Regions from separate parts of the Mus musculus genome. Here regions 2, 3 and 4 are each linked to region 1. A link is a contact called in public Hi-C data. All regions are on one chromosome and are shown on one strand. Each heading gives the region's core, a stretch centred on a gene start, on an enhancer-like site or on the middle of the called end of the contact. The rest is flanking DNA. Distances are from core to core; before and after follow the strand shown.

Region 1 (3,590 bases), core at 277-2,776:
TGTTGGGTGTTACTGCATTCATGTAGTGAATGCAAGCCCAAACAGATCCACACGTGCATGATAAGCGATTTGCGTCTAGGTGGTTTTTTTTTAAGGATAAAGTGTAGTAGTATACCCCGGCATGCAATTCACCTCTCTTTACAAAATGTCCAAATCAACTGGATTTTATTTAGCTTAAACTTTGTCAAATGGCAGCAGTGAGCAGCAGTAATCAAGGTTAGCAATGTCCATACTATAACAATCTTTCCTAATAGAATATTAATTGTATACACATCATAAACATACTTGTGTTAAAATACCATGCACGTGCATAGTAAATATGAGGCATAAGCCCAAACAAAATGTATTCTGCAAAACACTTGTTGCTCAGAGTCTCTTTAATAACCTTTGTAACAAACTTTAAGTGTCAAATTTCCAAAATTAAGCTACTGGGTCAGGAAATATCCGTCATGTTAATGATTATCAATAATTCACTCTTCATAGTACCAACTGCATTGACTTTAAAAACCATTCAGGCTACAGATCACAGTGGAAATAATTTATCAACTAGAGGCTCTGGCTGATTAGTCCTCTAAGTCTGGTATATGTATGTCGACTAACTTCTTGTATGTGTCATGCAGGTTACTTGAAAGGTCTAAGGTTACACTGCTATACCATAGAAGGTGAGCAACAGAGAGCAGACAGTGGCCTTAGGTCTTCTAGACAGATTAGTCTTATTCTCCAGAAATGTCTTTCCCCCCAAATCCTCTTAGCATTTACTAACGTAGTAGAGGCTAGAAAGTTGTCTCAGTGGATAACAAACCCTGCTGCTTGTAGGTTCAACTCCCAGGTCATATGTAATCCCAGTTTCAAGAGATCTGATGATGCCCTCTTCTGGCCTCCATGGGTACCAGGAACAGCCGCTGTGCACAGACATGCAAGCAGGCAAAACACCCAGTAGCATAAAATAACTTTTTTTTTTTTTAATTTAAGAAGGTACAGACAGGAGATGAGACGCTACAAAAGCTTAGGCTTTTTCTGGGATTTAAAAATGCTATGAATTAGTTTTCCCATCAAGGAACCTTGCACTTGGTTCCAACTGGTACTGCACAAATGTAGTTAGGGTCTTTGCCTTTGGCCCTACCCTCCGCTCCAGCCACTCTTGCCCTCCATCTCGCCTGTCTTGGTGCACAGCTTAGGCCTAAGGCCCGCCCCCTGGCGCCCCACCCACTGCCTGCCCCACTGGCCCCACCCCATCACTCCACCCCACCCTACTTTCCAGCGGCCTTCTGGTCTCCCCATGGCCCAGCCTACGGGAGGGGGAAGGGGGGGTGTTGTTTGATCCTCCCAGACTCTGGGTTTTGGGAGTCTACAACTTTGTCTCTTTCTGCAAAGCAAGTTTCAACCGGCCCCGCTACAGTGGGGGAGGGCCCTTTCCTCAGGGGCGGACGGCTCCAGCAGGGATACAGGGCAGCCGCTCGGCCCTCGCCTCGGCACTCCTCTCCAGGGACAGGCAGAGGGCGCGGGAGGGTTTCGGAGAAACTGGGAGCACCGCCGGGAGCGCGGCTGCGTCAGCAGAAACTTTGGGAGTGAGCCCTCTGGGGTGGGGCCTGCACAGCCCCGACCGTGGCTCGATGGCCAGGCCTCCCACCGCGGTGCCTGCCGGGAGCTCCCCACCCGCGGCTGCGCAGTCGCTGCTTCCCCTCTTCCTCCCTGGAGGAGTGCCTAGTCACTCACTGGCCCGCGAGCTGTGGGACACACTGCGCTAGGAAAACAAAGAAACCCCACGCACACGTTTCCAGGATAGGGAACGTGAAAACAGACAGTGAGACTTAGGGTGCCCCGCAGGTTAGGCTTCTCAGGGCTGCCATTAGGCAGCCAGGCAAGCTGCAGGCCCAGGTATCCAACCCAAGGCCCTGCTGAGCGCTCCCTTATGCTTACCGGGTTGAATGGTCAAATTCTCTAAACAATCCCATTATGGTTATATATGTGTGTCACGTATAGCCACAAATCCCAAGTCATTACTTTTTGGAAGAAAATTAAGTAATCTGAGAGCTTAGCAAAAACAAAAGCACCAATTCACCATTACTATTTTTTGTCACAACCAAGTGCTATATATGAAACTTTTGGATAATGTTACAGATATTTAAAGAAATGAACACATGATTTTAAATGCTGTTACTGTTGTCATGTTGACGCAGCTCACCTAGGCTCTGCAATGTGGTACTTCTCATTCAGCCATATCTAGTCTGTATAGTACCAGCAGGGTCAAAGGCAAGCAGGCATGCTGACATACTATGAATTAAATCATTTGTACACTTGAAATGTTAGGATTTGTGTTACTAGAAAAGGTGATACTTAGTAAATTTACCTAAAATGGGCAATCATACAAATTGCTTTGGGCAAATTCTTCATCAGTGAATGTTCAAATTTTTCACCCCATTTGTTCTCCTACAGATGATTTTCACAGGAATATGCTTCAGTATTTTTCAACTTTATTTCAAATTTTTAAAATTTTGAGATTTTTTGATTAAAAGTTCACTTTTTTTTTCTGACATTATTTGCCCTCCTTCCAGCCCTCTAGCCTTTTCTTCCTTTTCAGTCCTCCAAATGGTACCAAGTTGTACTACCTGCACAGGCTATGAGGTTAAGGAATTTTCAGATGTTTCTGGGTTCAGTAAATTACTACCTTCCTTCATTTGTGGTTAGGACAGTAGTGAAATGAACGCAGGCTCCGTCGGGGTGCAAGGAACACATGGTCAGGTATTTTACAGTGCTACACATTGTGGTGCAGCCAAGAAGGCAGTCAACAGATAGGCAAACTCGGGTCTGCAGTCAGGCTGCAGAGGGAAACCAAACACAGAATCGTGGGTAGTGATGAATAGGCCTTTGGAGCTGGGCAAGGAAAGCACTCAGCATGCAGTGGGGATAGAACCTAGCAGAGCCCAGGCAAGAGGCAGCATGGAGGACCACGCCCCCTCACCCCTCTTCCCAGGTAGATGCAAAAGGCTACAGTTCAGAACTTCACATGCTCCTCGTCCTCCATGCCAAGGGAGAGGTACTTGGCAAAGCATGGGCCCTGGAGTAAGAGGGTGTGAGGTTATATTTAACTCCTTCAAATACTGACTTTGTGTCCCTAAGACAGTTTCTTAGCGTCTGTCCCTGCTATCTGCAGGTGGTTGACAGTCACTTCATGGCTGTGAGGTGACTTAAATGGAACTTCCTTAGTGCTATCTTTGAGCATGACAAGACCAGTCCCCAAAACCTGCTTTCAAACTCACCCCAGCCTAGTCCTTTTTCAGTGCCTTGCTGAGACTGCTCTCTCCTACATCCACACAACAGTAGAAACTGCAATAGGATCTCCCATCCACTCCTCGGGGTGCCTTATGGTATCCTTGGCAAATCCAGATTTCAATTTGTTGTTCCACATACAATGCCAGAGAATACCAAAGGATCTGGGTCTAAACTCCTTAGTTTAGGTAAAAGGGCCAGGGGGAGTCTGTTCCTAATCTGCCCTGTGGTTTCACTCCCCTAAACTCATTACTGGATGGTAATCACGCTCCCTAGTGACTTGTGCAATAAGGCAACTGAGGTCTTTCCGCCCCTTTATC
Region 2 (3,590 bases), core at 661-3,160, 450 kb after region 1:
AGCCAAATCATGATGACTTCCGTAGTAATGAAGTAAGAAATGAAGACTCAGTTCACTTGCAGGGAAAGGCATCTTGGAGATAACTTCCTGGGGCTGGCTTTCTGAGAGGGAATGGGTGGTCTCTATAGCCCTCTATCAAGAAATACCCATACTAAGTACATAAAAATTCTTGAAGTCCCTCTGCCAGTAATGTGGGTTTTGAAGTATGAGAATGGATGGTTTCTTTCATCATGCTTCCCCACAAACAAGAAGGCATCTTCATGCCTGTGTCTTAGGCCATGCACTGGTGGGGCTCCTCAGCTCCATCCTCTCAGCCTGATCAAGGGCACCACCCAGCCCCCACCCACCTGACAGTCTTAGGGGAGACTTTTGGAAGCAGCTTCCTGGCTAAAACCAGCTTGCTTCATCTGGCTTCTAGAGGAAACTGCACATGTGAGAGGGAGTGGCTGAACAAGTGAGCCCTTGTGGTGTTCCTGTGTATAGTCTAGCATTTAGAGCCCAGTAGTGGATCCTAACCACAGGCCAGCTCTGTACTTAGCTTTGTGGCTCAAATCCTCAGGGTGACCCTTGCCTAGAGCATCTGAAATATCGTTTTTCAAGCCAGCACCTGTGGAGTGTCATTTGTTCAGAAAACCTGAAGGTAGGCTGGCAGCTGGTAAGCCCCAGTAATTCTCTTGTTTCTGTCCCCCATAGTGCTGGGACTTAGAGATGCATGCAGCCATATCTAGCTTTTTGTAGGTGGGGACTTGGATTTGAACTCAGTTTCTCATGGCTGGACTGCAAGTATTCTTAACTGTTGAGCCATCTCTTTGGTTAGGAGTCATCGTTTTCATTTCCTCAAGTGCTTGCCATTTCTAGGTGCAGGTGGCCCTTCTAATTATTTTGAAATATGAAATATAATACATTTCTATAAATGATAGTCACCCTTCAATACTGTAGAGCTCTAGCACAAATTTCTCTGATCTTAACTGTATTTGGTACTATTATTTAGCCCCTGAATATCCCCCTTCCCTAGTCCTCAGTGGTCACTATTCTACACTTAGCTTCTATGAGATCTTTAGCATGTATGAATATATGAACAAGAACATGCATCATTTGTCTTTCTGTGCCTAGTTTATGTCACTTAACACAATGTCCTCTAGATCCATGCATATTGTATGCATGTATGTATGTATATATGACCTGTTTACATACCTACCTATAAATTATCTATTTACCTATCTATCTACTATTCATCTGTCTGTCTGTCTGTCTACCTATCATCTATCTGTTTGTCTGTAACCAGATTTTCTTTATCCATCTGTGCTAGTTAGTTTTCTGTCAACTTAACACAAGCTAGAGTTATTTGAGGAGAGGCACCTCAGTTGAGAAAAATGCCTCTAGCAGACCGATCTGCAGGGAAGTGTCTTAAGTACTTTTCTGCTATTGTGAAGAGACACATGACAAAGGCAAATGAGAGAAGAAACAGTTTACTGGGGGATTAAAGTTTCTGAGGGTCAATTCATGACCATCATGGCAAGAAGCATGGCAGCCAGCAGGCAGGCATAGCACTAGAGCTGTAGCTGAGAGCTCATATTTGAGACAAACAGGAGGCAGAGACAGCAAACTGGGAATCATGTGGGCTTTTGAAACCACCTCCAGTGCCACACCTCCTCCAACAAGGTCACACCTCTTAATTCTTCCCAAACAGTTCCATGAATGAACAACAAGTGGCCAAGCATTGAAATCTATGAGCCTATGGTGGCCATTCCCATCTAAACCACCAGAGCAAATCAGAAGGGAACTTTCTTGCTCAATGGTTGATGTGGGTGGGCCCAGCCAATGGTGGGGTGGGGTGGGACTTGTGGGTAGTTCTAAGTTGTATAGTATATATGCCAAGTAAGCCACGTGGAAAGGAAGTTGCTAACAGTGTTCCTTCCCAGCTTCTGTTTCAGTTCCTCCCTCTAGGTTCCTTCCCTCAATGACAGAGTGTGACCTGAGGGTTAGAAGTTGAACTCTACCATTTCCTCCCCAAGTTGTTTAATCCTAGCAGCAGAAATCCCAAGACACCTATCTGTTGATGGATACCTTGACTAATTCCATGTCTTGGCTATTGTGAACATTGCTGTGGTAAACACGGGTGTGCAGGTGTCTCTGATACAAAAATGCTCCGATTTCTGCTAGTCTTACAAAAGGGAGGGCTATTTCTTGGCAAGATGGTAAGGCCCTGCTGGACACACAGCATCCTGTAGACATGGCCTTTAGAAGTCAGAGCCATCAGAGATAGGACAGCTGTGGGATCATCGTTCTAAGATGGTATAATGGCATAGGGACTGTCACAGGTTCGCTTCCTTGAATAGAATGAGAGTAAAAATTAACTCCCAATCAGCTTAGCACTCTGGTTCAGCAAAATAATACGCTCAGCTCTGAAATTAATATTGCAGAAAACATCAAAGTGGGCGATTATTTATACTAATTGTTCAAAGCTATTAACCTTAAAAGATTATTTTTTCTTGCTTTTATTATGGCAAACCAGGAGCATCAACATGGGAAGAAGAAGCCCACAGGCTTTAAAATCACACAGGGAGGCAGCTATTTTTAGATTGCTAATGAATATATTTGGTTTTGAATTTTCAATTGGACACACCTCATTAATATATAGTATAGACATGTGAGGGGGCGGGGAGGATAGGCTGTGACTCATCGTCTTGTTGGCTAGTTTTAAAGACCATTTGCAAGCAGCATTCCTAGTGTTAATCACAGGCAGAGCCAGAGCTGCTGAGGACATCGAGCATCAAACCTTGGAAGACTGCAAGCTCTTTAGGATGCGTGGTTCAGGATTCCAGAAGCTGATGTGCAGTCAAGACAGTTCTGAATGGGCTTTTCCTAGGATTGGAAAATGCCAATACCATCAGGGAGGCAGGCTGGCAAGAGAGTTTTTCAGGTTGGAGACAACACACACACACACACACACACACACACACACACACACACACCCCAGAGCCAAGGACCAGCAGGTGTTCAGGTCCTGGGGTTCACTAGAAGAGAAGAGAGCAGGAGTCTACCCATTAAGGACCCACTGTGAGGAAGGACGAAGTAGGGTCAAGTGTACTTACCTATGCACAATTGTTTAGATCATAGAGGGTGACAAAGGATTCCTTTTTAGATCCCGTGACAAGTTGCTTAATGCAGCAGGGTCAGGGGGCTCATCTCTCTTAGGGCTAGTGGGTGGAGGAGGGCTATGTGAAGACTGGCCATAGTGGTGTTTCTCTGGAGTTCATCTGTCTGTCAGTTCCTAGGGGGAATTCTTTATGGTGTGTGGTGTGACCAGACCCTCCCAAAATTGAACATCTTCGAGATTGGCCCACAAGGCCCAAGAAGCAGATCTCTCTGCTTTCTGCTAGGCCAGTGATGAGTGCAGTCACACACACTGACCATCTGCTGTGGGGGAGGGGCGCCCACGCTTGGGAACAGAGATAGCAGTGTCACAGCAGCACACTCAGGGCTGTTTTGAGGTGACATTCGTGAGAAACGGTTAAGTCCAGGAAACAATGTGTGATGTTTGAAAAGGGGCTGAGAATTATAAAGAGACACAGAGGGAGGGGGCAGAG
Region 3 (3,590 bases), core at 538-3,037, 320 kb after region 1:
CGAGATGGTGACCTCTCTGTGAATTCCTCACTGTGGATGCTCAGTGTGACCAGCCACCTTTCAATCCAGCCACCATGCTTCTCCACCATGATTGTACCCTCCAACAGGGTCAGGTGTAGCAATGAGTAAAGTAATGTCGAAACTCAACTGTATAAACTTCAAGAGACCCTCCAACCATTCAGGTTAACATGGCATCTAGGGTCTGCTCATCATACCTATACATAATTTACTGTGCACCCACACTAACAGATGAGCCCGACTCTCTAACCTGATCCAATTCCCATTCATCTTTCCTAGGAAACTTTTGACAGACATTCACAGCATCTTCTGGGTTCTTTGGTATGCATGTAATGCCCTCAAGGCCGTCCTCTACACTGTAGCGCCTGACACTTGCCAGTGACTGGACGATGGTGACTGGTGAATGGGGTTGGGGGAGAAACGGCAGTCTCCACAAGGCGACTCTCTAGCAGTGACCCTTCAGGTGGCTTTTCTGTGGGAAGAGCTCAGAGAGAAACAGACAGGAAGAAAGGGCTACATCCATGGGCCGGAAGCTCTGACCTGGGTGCTACTCAGGGCTCTTGCATGCATTGCATTTTTGGGTTGGACTTAGGGTTGGATCTTAGAAGCTTTGATTCTAGGAGATAAGTCTTCCTCTGGGATGGTCTGAGGAGCTTTCTGGTCTCTTAGCTAGTAAAGCTGTGAACTAAAAGCCCTCAATGAATCTTTTTCTTTTGCTAAATTCTTTAAGGCAAGCAACTGCATCACACACTTCTTATTTTGACCGCATGTATTGTAGCAACCACCATGTGGACACCCAAAGCCTTGTCTTGTAAGTGATAGTTTAGTGAATATGTTTGCTATTGTGTACCACAGGTTACTAATGGCCTCTCTTTACTGTCAGTGACAGGACATTGATGCCTGGAAACCTAACCATATCTAATTCTACATAAGCTAGTGCCAGTTTTAATGTCCCCTAGAGTCTCCTGCCCTTACCAGTATGGATCCAGGCAGGTTGGATCAGAGAAGCCAGGCCACTGGCTGGGGCATGCAAATAGGATTTCAGGCAGCAACTAGACCAGAGGGTAGTGTGAAAGCTGGCATAAAGTCTGTGGAAGTCTAGTTCCTTTGTACTGGTTTTAAGTTAGAAGCGCTAGGAGTTGGGGAGAAAGCTAGACACAGAAAATTTGGGGCACACCAGAAACTGTGGTGATGAGTTACACTTTCAAGGACAAGCCATCAATCTTGTCTCTCATTGACTTTAGCCTTGGTGACATGAACAACCGCAGAAGTGGCTGGTGGCCTTTGCAGTAACGCTTCACATACTGGGCACAGGGACCAGAGCAGCAGGAAGTTGGCAGGTGTATGAGTCAGGTCAGCAACAGAAAGTACGAGCTGGGACTGTCCCTTAGCGGGTTATCCCGAGTCTTCATTCCTGCCTTAGAAGTGGCCTGCCAGATTTTTCATGGCCAGCCCTAAAGCCAGAACCAGTTAGGTTAAGAAATCTTCAGACATTAAGTTTGCCTTAGCTCTGGTGTTATCCAGGATCCCTGCCAGAAAGAAGTTTCTGGGGCAGATGCGTACAATGTTCAAAAGTGTGGGTGGTGGGCACAGGCTGAGCTGGTAGCTGACGGCTTGGGTCGTCAGGGTACAGATTAGGAGGTACTAGGGTGGTATCCTTCAAACAAACTGGGTGGGAACAATTTCAGTACCTTATACACCCGCAGTTAACATCCAGGGGAAAGCGCCGGGGAATCTAGGCGAGTGACACCCGGGGCAACTCCTGTGAGTCAGGGAGTTTTGTAAACTTTGCAACAGGGAGTGGCATGGGCAGAAGGAAGGCTGTATGCTAGGAAGATATCGGGAACTGGAAGGCTCTTGTTGGCACTTCCAGGTTCTATGCCCTTCAATAAGGACTCGGAGCTGCCGCATGTGGATAGTGGTAGACACAGAGAGAATTAGTTAATAAAGCCTTTGGAGGCAAGGAGAAGGGCTACCCAGTCAGGAAAGGTTAGACTTTCAATAGCAAAGACTATATAAATGATTGGGGTTTTTCTATTGCAGTACCACAGGTTTTTGGGTCATTTCCAAGTGTGTGCATTCCTGTGCATACTCTGTTCCAGGTTGGCCTTGGCGCATGCTCTGTTATAGGTTGGCCTTGGCGCATGCTCTGTTCCAGGTTGGCCTTGGCGGCTGCGGTTTCCAGTGTTTCTGCCAACTGGCTTGTTTCCTATGCCAATATTAATTCTTCTCTCTCCACTTTACTCTCCTGCCACAGTTTTAGATTTATTTATTTATTGTGTTCATTAAGAGGAGAGGGTAGTGCAGGTTTCCAAGCAGAGGCCAGCCTGCAGAGAAGCTGGATAGAAGGGGCTGGTTTTAGAAAAAGTAGAGCGACAGCTCTTTATCATACATGAGGGGAAGAGGGGAGAGGAAAGAAGTGGGGTGAATGTGAACAGGAAAGAAGCAGGAAAGAAAAAAAAAACCCTCACAAACCACGTCTATCTCTGCTAAACAGAAAGGAAACGAGTCCAAGGCAGGGTGGGGAATCTGGATTCAGACCAGAGGGATAAGTTGGCGTCCACAAGGAGAGAACCGACAAGCTTCACAGAGAAACTTGAGAATACCCTCCTGTGAGCAGGAGGCTCTACCCCTGTGAGCTCTCCTCCCTTGTCATTGGCTGAATTGGCTCATCCTAGATGTTCAATCTTAGTGCAATTAAAAGACATTGAGTTCATAGCCTTACCTCATAAGTTTAATTTTCTAATAGGGATTTTGCTCACTTATGAACCTTATTTCTGTATTCCTTTTGCTTTGACATCTGCTAAATAAGGCTGACTAGACAATTGGGTATACCTTCACTCTACAGGGTTGATAAGAGTTTAAACTAGTTGGCTTTCATATTTGAGGGTAGAAATGTATTCAGTTTTCCTGGTTGCTCCTTAAAACCCGGTAGGAGCCTCACGGTCTAAGGTGAATAGGCCTGAGTTGGATCACATGGCTGCCCACTAAAGCTCTGATCTGTGTTGGCTGGGCTAAGTTGGGCAAGCTCTTTCCCTGGTCTGCAGCAGTGGTGTAGTAATGGTACAGATGCCAAAGGAGGTGCCATGAGAAGTGAGCGGAATAACCCACAAAGCCCAGCATGGTGCGGGCATGTGCCAAGACTTGGAGATTACCTGCAGGTGGAGAGGTAGACAGAGACTTGGACAACAGCTGTGCCTGGAGTAGGTTTAAGATACTATCTTCTGGGATCTTTGAAAGGTTCCCGACAGAGCTGGTATCTTTCCCCTAATACCCAGTGATGTGTTTATAAAAAGATAAAGAGAGGAGGGGATATGTTCTATGGAGGTGTGGTGAGGTGTGGGGGAAGGGGGTGCCTCAGCGGGCCCATGCCAAGGCATCCCTTCCCCTACATGATGGTATCGTATAGAATAGAGTTTATTCAGGGCATGGAGAGGTGAGTTAAGAGGGGGAGAGAGAGAGAGAGAGAGAGAGAGAGAGAGAGAGAGAGAGAGAGAGAGAGAGAGAGAGAGAGAGAGAGAGAGAGAAAGAGGAGGAGGAGGAGGAGGAGGAGGAGGAGGAGGAGGAGGAGG
Region 4 (3,590 bases), core at 554-3,053, 270 kb after region 1:
TGGGCAGGGTTTGAGCTTGTCTAACTTACATCCCAGCCATATGTCCCCTGTCACTTGCTGTTTCTCCTGGCCGTGTGCTCATGGTCCACCTCCTCTCATGGAGGCCTCCTCCTCCATTCTCTTCTCTTCTCTTCTCTTCTCTTCTCTTCTCTTCTCTTCTCTTCTCTTCTCTTCTCTTCTCTTCTCTTCTCTTCTCTTCTCTTCTCTTCTCTTCTCTTCTCGTTTTCTCCTGAGACTCCTCACTTGATACTCAAGTCTTGCTTTTTTCTCTCTACTGCACAATCACAGGGCTTGGCCTTTTATTGATCAATTAATTTGCAAAGCAAGGTTTGTACAATAAAAGCTGCTGCTCATCTTGGGGCAACCAAATTTGGGGTACAGACTTTAGCATTTGAGTACATAGGTGCAGATGAACCACAACATATGGGTATATGCCATCATGCTCGCTCGTCCCTGTAACCCATTGTTTGCTCTTCTTTCTCCTTGCCCTTCTTTCTCTAACACTTTAGCATTCCTAACACTCCTTAGATACTCCTACTTAAGTTTCTTTCTTTTTTTTTTTTTTACATGTGGAATTGCCCATTTTCTTTTTCAATCCATCTGTGTTGTAAGGGAAGAGACTGCAGTGGGCAAATGGGAACGTCTGTTTGATTTGGGTGAGTGGAAAGAATGACTTCTTATTGCCTGCAGAACCTGTGACACTGTCTACATAATGGTGGCTTTCAGGGGCAGTTTCTCCCTGGCCATGGAGGACACCTTGGGAATGATTCATGGTTTGCACAATGACTTTCCTGTAGCTAAATCAGGAAGACATGGGTTTACCGAGGAGTGAGTCCTGAATAGGAATGAGAGGCCAGACCTCACAGAAGGCAACAGGCACCTCCTTCTACTACAGGCACTTGGGGCAGAGGCTATGGAACAGCTGCTGGCCGAGAGGGAAGTCCCAAAGGCAAAGGAAACTAAGTACACTCTGTGTGACCCAAGGCCAGGGAGAAGCAACAGGACAGGACTTCTCTCTGTGGGGAAAGAGATGAGGAACTGATCACATGTAGTCAGGCGAAGGGGGTTCACTTGTGAACAATGGATTAGGGGTGGAGCTTTACACAGGTAGCTTTACAGAAGAGGAGTGAGTGGGAGACAGGAAAGGCAGGGATCAGTCATTCGTCCAAAACCACGAGCAATTTGCCGACTCAAGGCACAGAAAGTGGAAAAACAGAGTCTGAAATTATAATAAAGCTATGCTGTGTAATTATGTAAAGTATGTGTCCCGGGGAAGCACTGCAAGCCCATAGCTTGAGAACAGTCGCTGGGATGAGATCATCACAGGTATGCTGCCTGTTTTCCATTGCTACGTTGTGTGGTGTGAACATGGGGAGGGGTCGGGAGACATTAAATCTAGAGCTGAGTAGTTGCCCAAGGGGTTAGGAGGCCTTTGTCTCTATTTCATAGGGCCATCACTGCTGGGAACTTAACCTCTGCAGAGTCCCTGCACAGACAGTGGGAACAAATATTTACCCTGCTCTGCTGGGGGTAGGGAAGGCGTTTGGGGAATCAGGAAGTATTGCAGGATATGTGTGAGGTCTTATCGTTGGGATGTTGTAAGATGGAGAGTATGGGAAGAAAAAGATTCCAGAACTCTGAACTTTACCCTGAATCTTAACAGTTTAACAGCCATGGTGGAAACTGGGGGGATGTACTCTATTGAAATAACAAGCATCTTCACTAGGCACCTATGACTAGTTTCACTCACCGGGATTTTCCCTGTGCTATCCAGAACACTCTGGTTTTCCTCTACTGACCGGGAAGCTCCCTCTTATCATCTTGTGTTTATTTCTGAACTCTATTTCGTAACTCACCACCCTGGTTGAATGATTGTAGATCGACAATACTTTTTTTTAAATAATTATTTTATTTTGCATGTATGTATATTACCTAAAGGCATGCATGTGTCACCAGGTATGTGCAGTAGAAGACAAGGTCAGAAGAGGCAGCAGGGCCTCCAGAATGAGAATTTCAGGTGGCCGTGAGCCACCATGTGGGTGCTGGGAATCAAACTGCTTCCTCTGTGAGAGTAGAGGGTGCACTTAACCTCCACTGCCTCTGTCCATCCTTAGCTGATGGTATTTTAATTCTAGTTGGGAAACTTTCTATAGGTATTGCTTTTTCAGAAGTAGAACCCAGGGCAAGCAAATCGGCTCCGCAGGTAAGAGCGCTTGCTGCAGAAGCCGCATGTCTGCCTTCCACCCCAAGGACACACTCACAGAAGGGAAGGACTGAGTCTTGAATGTTGTGCACTGATCTCCACACAACTCTGTGTACACACATTGCCCCCCCCCCAACTACTAATGATAAATGAAATCAAATTAAAAAGTGAAGGAAATAGGAGAGAGGCAGCTCTGAAGGAGACAACCAAGCTTTGGAGCTGGTCACCCGCCAAGGGCACACGGCGCACTGCTGGAGAGACGTGGGCTGGAATGAGACCCAAGACCAAGGTACTTAGTTCACATTCCAGTTCTCTAGTTCCTATCCGAGGGAGCCAAAGTGCAGTCCCCTGACCTTCAACCTCTTTGCCTGTCTAAGCTGAGGAGGGTGTTGGCTACCTCCAAGTGTTAAGGTGTGGATTATGCTCCCAAACACGAGTTTCTCTATCACCAGGCCTGATGTCTAGCTACTGCCCACTGGCTGCTCCCGCCCCCCCCCCTTTTGAAATGCTGAGGATTGAATGCAGAGCCTCACAAAAAACTAGGCAAGCACTCTACCCAGGGGCTGACCCTTTAGTGACTGAGTGATGTCTCCAACCATCTTCGTCTAGGGAGTGCTCCATTGATAGCCAGACCCCCGCCCTCCTCCTGCTCTTCTGAATGCATTTCTAGTGAAAAGCACAGAGCTCCTCTTTCCTAGACTTTCTTTCATCTATAAAATAGGAAAAAGAGCAAAGACTAACAACAACTGCTATACAACACTTAATGAGCTTGTTTGGCCAAACAGATACAAGGAGGGGAAACAGGCTGTTTAACGGTGCATATGTATGACCCTTCCTGAATATGGCAAAGCAGGAGATACACTGGTCATAAGACCCACAAAGGTGCTGTCACTTTGTGGCCAAAGAAAAGGATGTCAAATGGCAATAACATCTCATGGCACACAGAGGTCCAAGGGGGGCACCCACCAGGCCTTGAGGAGATCAGAGGTGGTGCAGAGAAAGGAGATGTTGTGATGACTGAATGGCCTCCAGGACATGACATATGCAGGTCCCTCTCTCCTCGCTCTGCGTTGACAAGTTTGTACTTGTTAAAGTGAATTGAGATTGCACTGATCACTTTCTGGAGTTTCTAAAAGATGTTAGATGATTAAAGAGATTTCATAGGGGGCTCTGTCCAGACTTCAGCATCCATAAGGATCCAGGATGACTTTGGCAGGAGACCTCCAATATCTCTTTAAGGAGTAACCCCTGGTCCTCTGACATGCTGCGATGGACGCAGCCATTCCAGTGGAACAGAACCAAGAAGCCAATGGACAAAGATCATCCCAGTTCCCTTCTCCTGTTGGCTTTAGAACACATCAAGCTTGGTTAAAGATTACTTGTGGAG

The links. Hi-C and Micro-C count contacts between places; a contact is called where the count stands out from the background.
Region 2: a Hi-C map of pro-B cells shows a contact between it and region 1, with 2.2 times the contacts expected there. The contact joins two enhancer-like sites. A contact is called at or near these places in 1 of 484 Hi-C or Micro-C datasets (pro-B cells) and 2 of 115 datasets of contacts at active chromatin or transcription factors (large pre-B cells and pancreatic cancer cells).
Region 3: a contact with region 1 is called in a Hi-C map of liver, with 1.7 times the contacts expected there. The contact joins two enhancer-like sites. A contact is called at or near these places in 2 of 484 Hi-C or Micro-C datasets (epidermal suprabasal cells and liver) and 1 of 115 datasets of contacts at active chromatin or transcription factors (bone marrow-derived macrophages).
Region 4: a Hi-C map of liver shows a contact between it and region 1, with 2.9 times the contacts expected there. The contact joins two enhancer-like sites. A contact is called at or near these places in 15 of 484 Hi-C or Micro-C datasets (CD4 T cells, LSK cells, the MNK3 cell line and 11 more) and 2 of 115 datasets of contacts at active chromatin or transcription factors (bone marrow-derived macrophages and pancreatic cancer cells).

Annotation. Positions count from the first base shown.
Region 1 is chr17:5,187,892-5,191,481 of GRCm38.p6, reverse strand. All of the region lies in intron 4 of Arid1b (AT rich interactive domain 1B (SWI-like)), which reads right to left. Among named protein-coding and RNA genes, the nearest start is that of Gm34854, 35 kb to the left of the region's middle. Within about 2 kb of position 1,526, at least 412 of the 459 cell types and tissues checked have an H3K27ac peak or open chromatin away from gene starts, as enhancers often do. A contact at or near this core is called in liver and pro-B cells, where this site is marked.
Region 2 is chr17:4,740,806-4,744,395 of GRCm38.p6, reverse strand. No RefSeq gene overlaps it. Among named protein-coding and RNA genes, the nearest start is that of Gm34371, 52 kb to the left of the region's middle. Within about 2 kb of position 1,910, at least 24 of the 459 cell types and tissues checked have an H3K27ac peak or open chromatin away from gene starts, as enhancers often do. A contact at or near this core is called in pro-B cells, where this site is marked.
Region 3 is chr17:4,866,823-4,870,412 of GRCm38.p6, reverse strand. No RefSeq gene overlaps it. Among named protein-coding and RNA genes, the nearest start is that of Gm34507, 40 kb to the left of the region's middle. Within about 2 kb of position 1,787, at least 53 of the 459 cell types and tissues checked have an H3K27ac peak or open chromatin away from gene starts, as enhancers often do. A contact at or near this core is called in liver, where this site is marked.
Region 4 is chr17:4,920,239-4,923,828 of GRCm38.p6, reverse strand. No RefSeq gene overlaps it. Among named protein-coding and RNA genes, the nearest start is that of Gm34507, 14 kb to the right of the region's middle. Within about 2 kb of position 1,803, at least 23 of the 459 cell types and tissues checked have an H3K27ac peak or open chromatin away from gene starts, as enhancers often do. A contact at or near this core is called in liver, where this site is marked.